Regions from separate parts of the Salmo salar genome. Here region 1 is linked to region 2. The links are chromatin contacts, called in public Hi-C maps. All regions are on one chromosome and are shown on one strand. Each heading gives the region's core, a stretch centred on a gene start, on an enhancer-like site or on the middle of the called end of the contact. The rest is flanking DNA. Distances are from core to core; before and after follow the strand shown.

The links. Hi-C and Micro-C count contacts between places; a contact is called where the count stands out from the background.
Region 1: a contact with region 2 is called in a Hi-C map of muscle, with 5 times the contacts expected there. The contact joins the promoter of LOC106565412 here to the promoter of LOC106565407 in region 2. A contact is called at or near these places in 2 of 3 Hi-C or Micro-C datasets (gill and muscle).

Annotation. Positions count from the first base shown.
Region 1 is chrssa12:60,449,102-60,453,303 of Ssal_v3.1, reverse strand. LOC106565412 (coenzyme Q-binding protein COQ10 homolog A, mitochondrial) reads right to left here and starts at 2,510. Exons shown (of 5, transcript XM_014132523.2): 1 at 2,368-2,510; 2 at 374-520. The coding sequence starts at 495.
Region 2 is chrssa12:60,266,988-60,271,409 of Ssal_v3.1, reverse strand. LOC106565407 reads left to right here and starts at 2,586. Exons shown (of 4, transcript XM_014132504.2): 1 at 2,586-2,926; 2 at 3,963-4,105; 3 at 4,353-4,422. The coding sequence starts at 3,994. It overlaps LOC123725529 (a long non-coding RNA gene), which reads right to left and starts at 227. Exons shown (of 2, transcript XR_006758047.1): 1 at 1-227.

The sequences.
Region 1 (4,202 bases), core at 1,261-3,760, 180 kb before region 2:
AAGTTCACAGATAGAAAACGCTAAGTATGCGGCCCTTGCCATGTGTTTTCTCAATATTGTTATGGGATACAGTACATGTCATAGAACTAGAACACAAGGGGATGTTTTGATTAAAGGCTCAGTGCAGTCAAAAACGTGATTTCCTGTGTTTTATATTTCCACACTGAGGTTGGAATAAAACTGAAAATTATAATAATACCATTTTAGTCTAAGAGCTGTTTGAAAAGACAACCTGACATTTCAGTCCGTTTTGGTGGGATGGAGTTTTGGCCTGCCTGGTGACATCACAAAAATGGCTGCAATGGACCTTTAAATTAATCAGCATTTAGCCATGTCCACTGAAGCAGAAGCACAGATGCAATCTCTACATTACCCAATGATTCTTCGTTCTGAATACTGTTTCCTCTTGTTGGCCAGACTAAGGAAGGTTCTGCTAGGGGGAATGATAGTTGTCCTCCTGTCCAAATGGATAAGAATCCTGGGGGTCCTGGTCATAAGGATGCCACAAGATGTCACATATCTGTTGGTCCAAGAATGATCAGTCACGGACTTGCAAAACACCACTTTAAAACACTGGTTTATTGCATTCTAATAAACCCCATCAATAAGACCCTTGTTATACAATGTTACCAGTTGAAACCCAACAGAGACCCAAATTACCGTAAAACGTTAATTAAACGCTTGTCTCAAATAGCCTCATGTCCCTTTTAATAGCCGGACAACATAACACATTTCTGCAAATAAACAATGGTTTTAAATAAATGCCAGGTCTAAATGAATTGTTAACGAGGTAACCATGAATTGTTTAATGTTAGATTTTTTTTTACATTGAATAGTTCAGTAATGACTTGAAATAATGATGGCAAGCATCTTATTATCGCCAGTAAGAAACTTCTAGCCATTTTGGGGCGGAAGGTAGCATAGTGGTTAGAGCTTTGGGCCAGTAACCGAAAGGTTGGTGGATCGAATCCCTGAGCAGGCAAGGTCAAAATCTGTCATTCTGCCCTTGAACAAGGCACCCACTGTTCTAGGCCTTCATTGTAAGTAAGAATTTGTTCTTAACTGACTTGCCTAGTTAAATAAAATTAAAATAAATTAAAATAGGCTGCTAACAGCTGAGAACTGCTAGCTAACTGGCAAGCACAAAAACAAATAACTACTTCGTGACTACAGACCCCTAGAAAACGTATGGTCGTCTTCTAGTGGCGAAAGTAATAACTGCCCAAAATGCACAGTCAAAGGATAATAATTATTGTTAAGAGCTTTTAAAAAATAAAAAATATGATAACACTGTGCAGGAAATGAATACATGTATTAAATTGCTGGAAGTGAATGCTGGAATTAAACATTTAACTATGCAAATTAATAAAAGCTGTACGCATTAAGGAAATATAAGCCTGTCCAATAAGCGCCTGTTGTGTTCAGTGATTTAAGCAACTAAAGCCCGGGCTATTAATTGAAGTTTCTTGGTGTGTACTTTGTAACCGCACCATCATCACCCCTACCCCACTCGCTTACCTGATTGGCTGTTGAAGCCGTATTCTTGGCCCCAACACTGTATTCAACCGGTTTTTGCCAAATGTAGAGACATCTCGCAACTCACTGAATGTCCGTATGCCTATAGGCAATCGAAGGGTGGTCACAGTCGCCAACCCAGCCATTTGTTATTTTATAAGAGAGTGATGACTGGCAACAACAATCTAACCTAGCTAGCTCATGCTACACAGCCAAGCTATGGGAGCTATAGGATGGTCGCTACTAGAAAGCTAACTGGCTGATGCTATACACATTTACGTGTAATTAGTAACGTTAGTTCAATAATGTCAAATGTCTAGCTAATGCTATACACATGTACGTATAATTAGTAACGTTAGTTCAAAAACGTAAAATGTCTAGCTAGTTAAACAAGTAGTTTGTAACAGGACAATGTTTGCTAGCTAACGGTAGCTAGCCAGGTAGCCACCAGTTAACGTTAGCTACCTAACTAACATTTCAGAAATGTCATTTATCGCTTTCTAGCCTCAATCGAATGAACTGCCATAACTGCCATCTTCTTCCTCCTTTTTTATTACTTTATACGTCCAGCTCAACTGGTGGCAAGTAGTATCTATTATATTGACAAGATAGTCGATTGACCCCTCTAACAATGGAAATACATGTCCGCAAGCAGGTGGGAACATACGCGCGTGAACAAGAAACACAACTCTCATATAACATTGCCGGAATGCCATGCGCGTCCACTTTTATATCGGTACTTCGTAAAAACCTAAACATTACGAAACTTATGTTCGATCAAATAAGCTTCACGTAGTAAATTCGCAATTACATTTTGTGTTAACCAAGTTCGAGACTCATAGACCTCCATACCAAAAATCCCCACTTGGTCTGCTTATCAATGTATTCTCGCGCTGACATATTTTGAGCGCGGAGTTGATCCTCTCGCTTCGGCTTTTCCTCTTTGCTGATAGTCACGTAACGTTATGCTGCATTCATAACCAAGTGTGAATGTGGGACTACATGACTAGGAAAAATCTTCTTGAACTCCTCCAATTGGTAATAGAGATAAATAGCAATGGCGTCTTTTTGTAAGAACCAGCAATTGTTCGTTGGAGAAAGCCTATGAGGAAAGTTAATGGCGTTTTTGTAGAGTTTTTGGATAATCCCCGAAAATAAGGTCAGTAGTAAACACAGGTTTTGGAGATTTTATATGTTTATGTGCTTTATTACAGGTGACAATTTTAGGACTCATCACTGCATTCTCTACTAGAAAGTTTTTTGGCCGTCTTTGATGTCACTTAGGTTGATACATTGCTATGTTTTCATATATAAAGCACTTTTACATCATTACTAAACTTTAGACACAAGTTACCACACCGGTCTTGGGGATGGCTAAATCTAGAAATGAATTTGGTCTCTACTGAGTTAGGTAAATCAGCTTTTAGTTTTCTTGCACCTTATTTGTGGGACAACCTTCAAAATGTTCTTAAACCATGTTCTGGTGCCTCTAGTGCAATACAGGAAGCTGTTTGAGGACCTTATTACTGATTAATGTTTTTTTTTTTTATGACCATGTTTTTCTTTCTGCTTGCATTTTGTATTTATATTTTGCTTTGTCTCTATTTTCTCAAATTGATGTAATTCAGGGCTCATCTGTAAAAGAGACATTGGTCTTAGTATGACTCCCTGACAACGTAAAAAAAAAAAGTTTTGTTCTATGAGATAGTCTACATCAGTTAACATCATTTTTTGTGAATTTTTAAGAATTGATGTAATAATAAAAAAACACATTCATAGAGGTTGTGTAAACCTCAGACCTTATTTTCTGTGTTTATTCCAAAATCCTATTTTCCCCATAGGGATGGCTTATTTCCGGCTTTTAGGACTACAAGCTGGCAAGCTCTATTACTAGTAGGAAACTTGTCTATCATTCCTGAGAACTGACTTCTCACCTACTAAGGAAATTACATTGACTTTTATATCAGACGGTGTCAGAGGAATGCCCAAAAAATTGCATAAGACTCCAGCCACCCAAGCCATAGACTGTTTACTTTGCTACTGTACTGCAAACGGTACCGGAGCATCGGCTCTCGGACCAACAGGCTCCGAGACAACTTCTACTCCAAGCCATAAGACTGCTAAATAGTCTATTGATGGTACCAAAACTATCGGCACTGACTCTATCTTGCGCTGACCTTACGCACACTCACTAGACTTTATATACACACTCACTCACACACACTATGCTGTCAATCCTACACAAATCCCTCACACATTCAAACACTACACACACACACACACAAGCATACACAATTTTACATGAATCATTTGCTGCTAAAACTCTGTTCTTTATTTTACTCTTATCATTATCGATCCGGATGCCTGGTCACTATACCCTGCCTGGTCACCTTGTACCTCTGCACATTGATGTGGTACTCCCTGTATATAGCTCTATTCTTGTGTATTTTATTTTATTTATGTCATTCCTCTTGTGTTAGTTACTATTTTATTTATTACTATTTTTTAAACTCAGCATCTTTGGGAAAGGTTCGTAGGCAAGTATTGAATTGTAATGTCTACACCAGTTGTATTCAGCTCATGTAATAAATACAATTCTATTTGATTGATAACAGCATTTTCTGCAGTTAAATGAAACGAACATATTATTTATGAAAAGCAATCAATGAATGTGTTTTGAACACTGT
Region 2 (4,422 bases), core at 1,337-3,836:
GTCAGAGGAAGGCCCAACAAGTTGTCAGACTCCAGTCACCGAAGTAAGAGACTCTCTTTGCTACCGTACGGCAAGCGGTACCGGAGTGCCAAGTCTAGGTCCAAAAGGCTCCTTATCAGCTTCTACCACCAAGCCATAAGACTGCTGAACAATAAATCAAATGGCCAGCCGGACTATTTACATTGACATCCGCCACCCTATGTTTTTTTTACACTGCTTCTACTCGCTGTTTATTATCTATGCACAGGGTTGGGTAGGTTACTTTCTAAATGTAATCCGTTACTAGTTATCTGTCCAAAATTGTAATTAGTAACGTAACTTTTGGATTACCCAAACTCAGTAACGTAATCTGATTACATTTAGTTACTTTCCCCTTAAGCGACTTTAGAAGAAAAAAAATGTATGTTTCCAATTGAACGACATCTATTGCAGCATAAATCAATGTTAAAGTTTACATTGCTGGCCACTACTGAAAAGTGCTATTTACATGTGGAAAATGAATGCCATATGCTGCATTTGCTATAGGCCTATTGTTTACCTTTTTGTTGGTGACACTGTGATATATTTCAGCTGTTAAAAGGGCAAATCCACAGATGAAACAATAACAAAACGGTCGCCCTCGCCTCTGTTTTGGTAAAAAGCTGAGGGATGGGCCTGGAGAAATGTAACCACACTCAGATTAATAGATGCAAGAACTGACCATCCATGATATCAAAATTATCGTTTTAACCATGTTATGAGGTGTTTGTTTACATTTATTCCATAGTCAGCATGTATGCGCCTGGCAGCCACAAGTAGTCGCTAGAGCGCGATGGGACATAGACATCCCAGCCGGCTAAACCGTCCCCTAACCTGGACGACGCTGTGCGCCGCCTCATGGGTCTCCCGGTCGCGGCCGGCTGCGACAGAGCCCGGGATCGAACCCAGATCTGTAGTGACACCTCTAGCACTGCGATGCAGTGCCTTAGACCACTGTACCACTTGGGAGGCCCGTCAGTAATGTGTTTATGTAATAGTGATAACTAATCCTACATCATTGATATTTAGATGTTTAACTGACAGCCTACACTTCCATAGCTGGCTACGGCCTGGAAAGCTGTAAAAATATAAATTATTGAATTTGACATGGATGATAATTCATTCATTTCCAATTGTGTGACTTGTCAGTCATGCTCATAAATCTCAGATAGTATGCATTATTTTGGTCTTATGCTATGTCCTCTTCTCTGTGCTTTCTAGTATCAGAGACATCTTTACTGCTGCACAACATGGTCCTGCTCTCTGTGAACTACCCCAGCCCCTGACCAGAGGAAGAAAGCATGCAGCTGCAACCAAACTATTTGTTAAATTTATTCATTTGCTCTCAGACTACTAATTCTAATGGAACAGAAACCATTCATCTAATTTTCTCTGGACAGAGAGGCATAGAATTATACGAACTGATCAATTGTTAACATGTGGAGAATCAATGAGTCAGTGCATGGATGGCTTTGACTGTTACTGTGCTGTATGTCTTAATCCATTCCACTGTGCATGAGATGTCACACATATGGTTTCAATCACACGTACGTACACACACACACACACACTCAAGCTCTCTCACAAAAGACTATTTCCTCTGCTGCCGCACAGCAAGAGGTACCTGTGCGTCAAGTCTGACACCAACAGGCTCTTGAACAGCTTCTATCCCTAAGCAATACGACTGATAAATAGCTAACAAAATAACTACACAGACTATCTGAGTTAACCTTGTATCTTTATTGACCTTTTATTTCAATCTTTGCACTGTCTCTATGCAAACTCTCAGGGCCCTACACACTCGCGCACACTGTCACTCCAACACACACACAAACGCTCACTCCATCATTTGCTCGCTTAGGCATAATATGCACATCGATTTATACTGACTCTACACACCTGCACACCCACTTGCATACAAGTAGCTGCTACTCTGTTTATCTTGTATCCTGTTGCCTAGTCTCCCCTTACCCCCATACATATCTACCTCCATCACTCCAGTATCCTTGCACATGTAAATATGGTATTGGAACTGACTTTTTAAATATTTCCTGTATATAGTATGCTTACTTACTTAGTTATTTTATTGTGTATTTCATATGTCTTATTCTTATTTCTCATGTTTTTTTCTAGTAATACATTGTTACTGATTATTGCATTGTTGGGTTTTGAGTTTGCAAGAAAGGCATTTCACCTTACATGTGACAATAAAACTTGAAACACACACACACTTTTCCAAAATGTCCTGTTGTGGGACTGTATGTGGAGTGGAGATAGTATGGTATATGTTGTTTGTGTGTTTGTGTGTGTGTGTGTGTGTGGTACTGAAGGTGTCACTTCTTTAGTTAACTACTTAACTTTGTAAGTATGGTGCATTGTAAAATGATCAAGGGTCAGGTCAAAACACAAATTGTTTACATAACCATACCACTGGAAACGAAATATATTTTTTTATTTAACTATTTACTTGTAATTCACAATGACGGCCGAGGACCTGCCTTGTGGCAGAAGGACAGATTTTTACCTTGTCGGCTCCGGGATTTGATCTAGCAACCTTTCGTTTACTAGCACACCGCTCTAACCACTGGGCTTGTTCTTTGTTTTACCTATATAAAGATTCTAATCATGGACCAACAAACAAAAAAATACGTAGCGTGATACTTCATGTGTATATGACACTATGAGATGTATAACCTTTTGTCTGCATCTGTGCTGATCAATATATGTCCACTTTAAATCCTTGATTCACCAACTATGAGATCAACAATGTGTCAAGTGCTGCTCCGAAGCTCAGCAGTTTTTCCGGAAATAACTCGACTTTCCTGTTGTTCTTGAAAATTCAACAGATGATATAATGGCATTCGGTAAAAACAACTGTTCCTGTTTCGGGGATTATTGTGTTTAACAGGTAGGCTAAAATCAGCAGTAAGGCAATTACTCTCCGCCTCTTCTCAATATATGTAAGATATGAAATCGTGTTCAAAGTGATATCCTGTCGTGCCATTGGGGAAGACCATACAAGGTCGTACATTATATTCATCTTCACCTTTGTCAGTTTAAGTGTGTTCACTATGGTGTTCCCATCTTTAAAATGCCTGGACCAAAATTAGCCCAGATTGGACTTTATCTCCACTTCGTGTACAGTAGATTAAATCAGTGAAAACAACGTCTGAAGCTAGGAGAACACGTGCTTTGTTTTCAAGAACTACAGTCGGCTATGTTAAATGTAATGACAGAACATAGCATATGTAGGTTTCCAAATACAACTCTAAAAGATAATCACAGAAGTCCTATACACTTCAACATGTAATTTAAGTGGTCATTTGTAGGTTGGCTATATCAAACATGTATGGAACTTTAAACATGACCTTATAGAAAGCCTGTACAAGACATGCACATGTAATGACATTGTCTGTGTTTTCTTGGTTTGTTATGAATGTGTTATTAGTGCTTTCTGTTTGAGTTCCTTGTAGAGAGTAAGAGTGCATGTACAGTTTACAATTTTTGTCACAAATCGAGTAGAATATGCCTCTTGAAAAAGACAAATGTTATTGATTATGTCTGGGGGGAAAAATGTGTTTGAAATACCAAATATCAGTTGTAATTAGTACATTTAGAGCCAGGTATTATTAAAAGTGTTCACTGATGTCTATATGTATTTGACTTTGCACGTAAAGAGACCCCACAGATGTGTTTTGTAGGATAGGACTCCATTCTCTCCCCTCGACTTGGTTCCCTTTTTCCTTATTACTTCCTTCTTTAGACTCAATTTGAGGGAAGGGAACTATACATGACACATTGCTGACAAAAGCATAACATGCTATAGCTTTACAAAGCTTTAGCATTTTACAATCACAGGAGCAGAAGTCCCTCCTCAAAATCAATTTTTCGGACTGGAACATTATCATTTGTCATGTACATTGTAATGTACGGGTCTCTTTCAGATGGCTTTGTAAAGATCCCTGTGCTTATGAGATGGAGGAGGCGTACACAGAGCTGTACAGGGAATTCCTCCAACTGCGCTTGCTGTGTCTGAAGCAGGCTGCTTTACTCAAGAAACTCACAGAGAAACTGAGGACACAGCAAGGTCACTCCCATTTCCTTGTTGTAGTACCAAAAATGATATACTTCTCATGCCATGCCTTTTCTGCAGGTTCTTATCTTTGTGTTACGATGAGTGTCAAAATCAGTGAATTCATTGCATATATACAATATCAATTAATCTAGTAGGCTACATTTACATTTTTGTCATTTAGCAAACTGATCTTATCCTGAGCGACTTACAAGACATTCAAGATGTTTGACAGACTTATACATGCTTATTCCTTCCTTAGGAGGAGCCCCTGTTCCTGATGGAGACTCCAGCGTAATGGCATCAATCCCAATCCAGTTCACCAAGAAGAG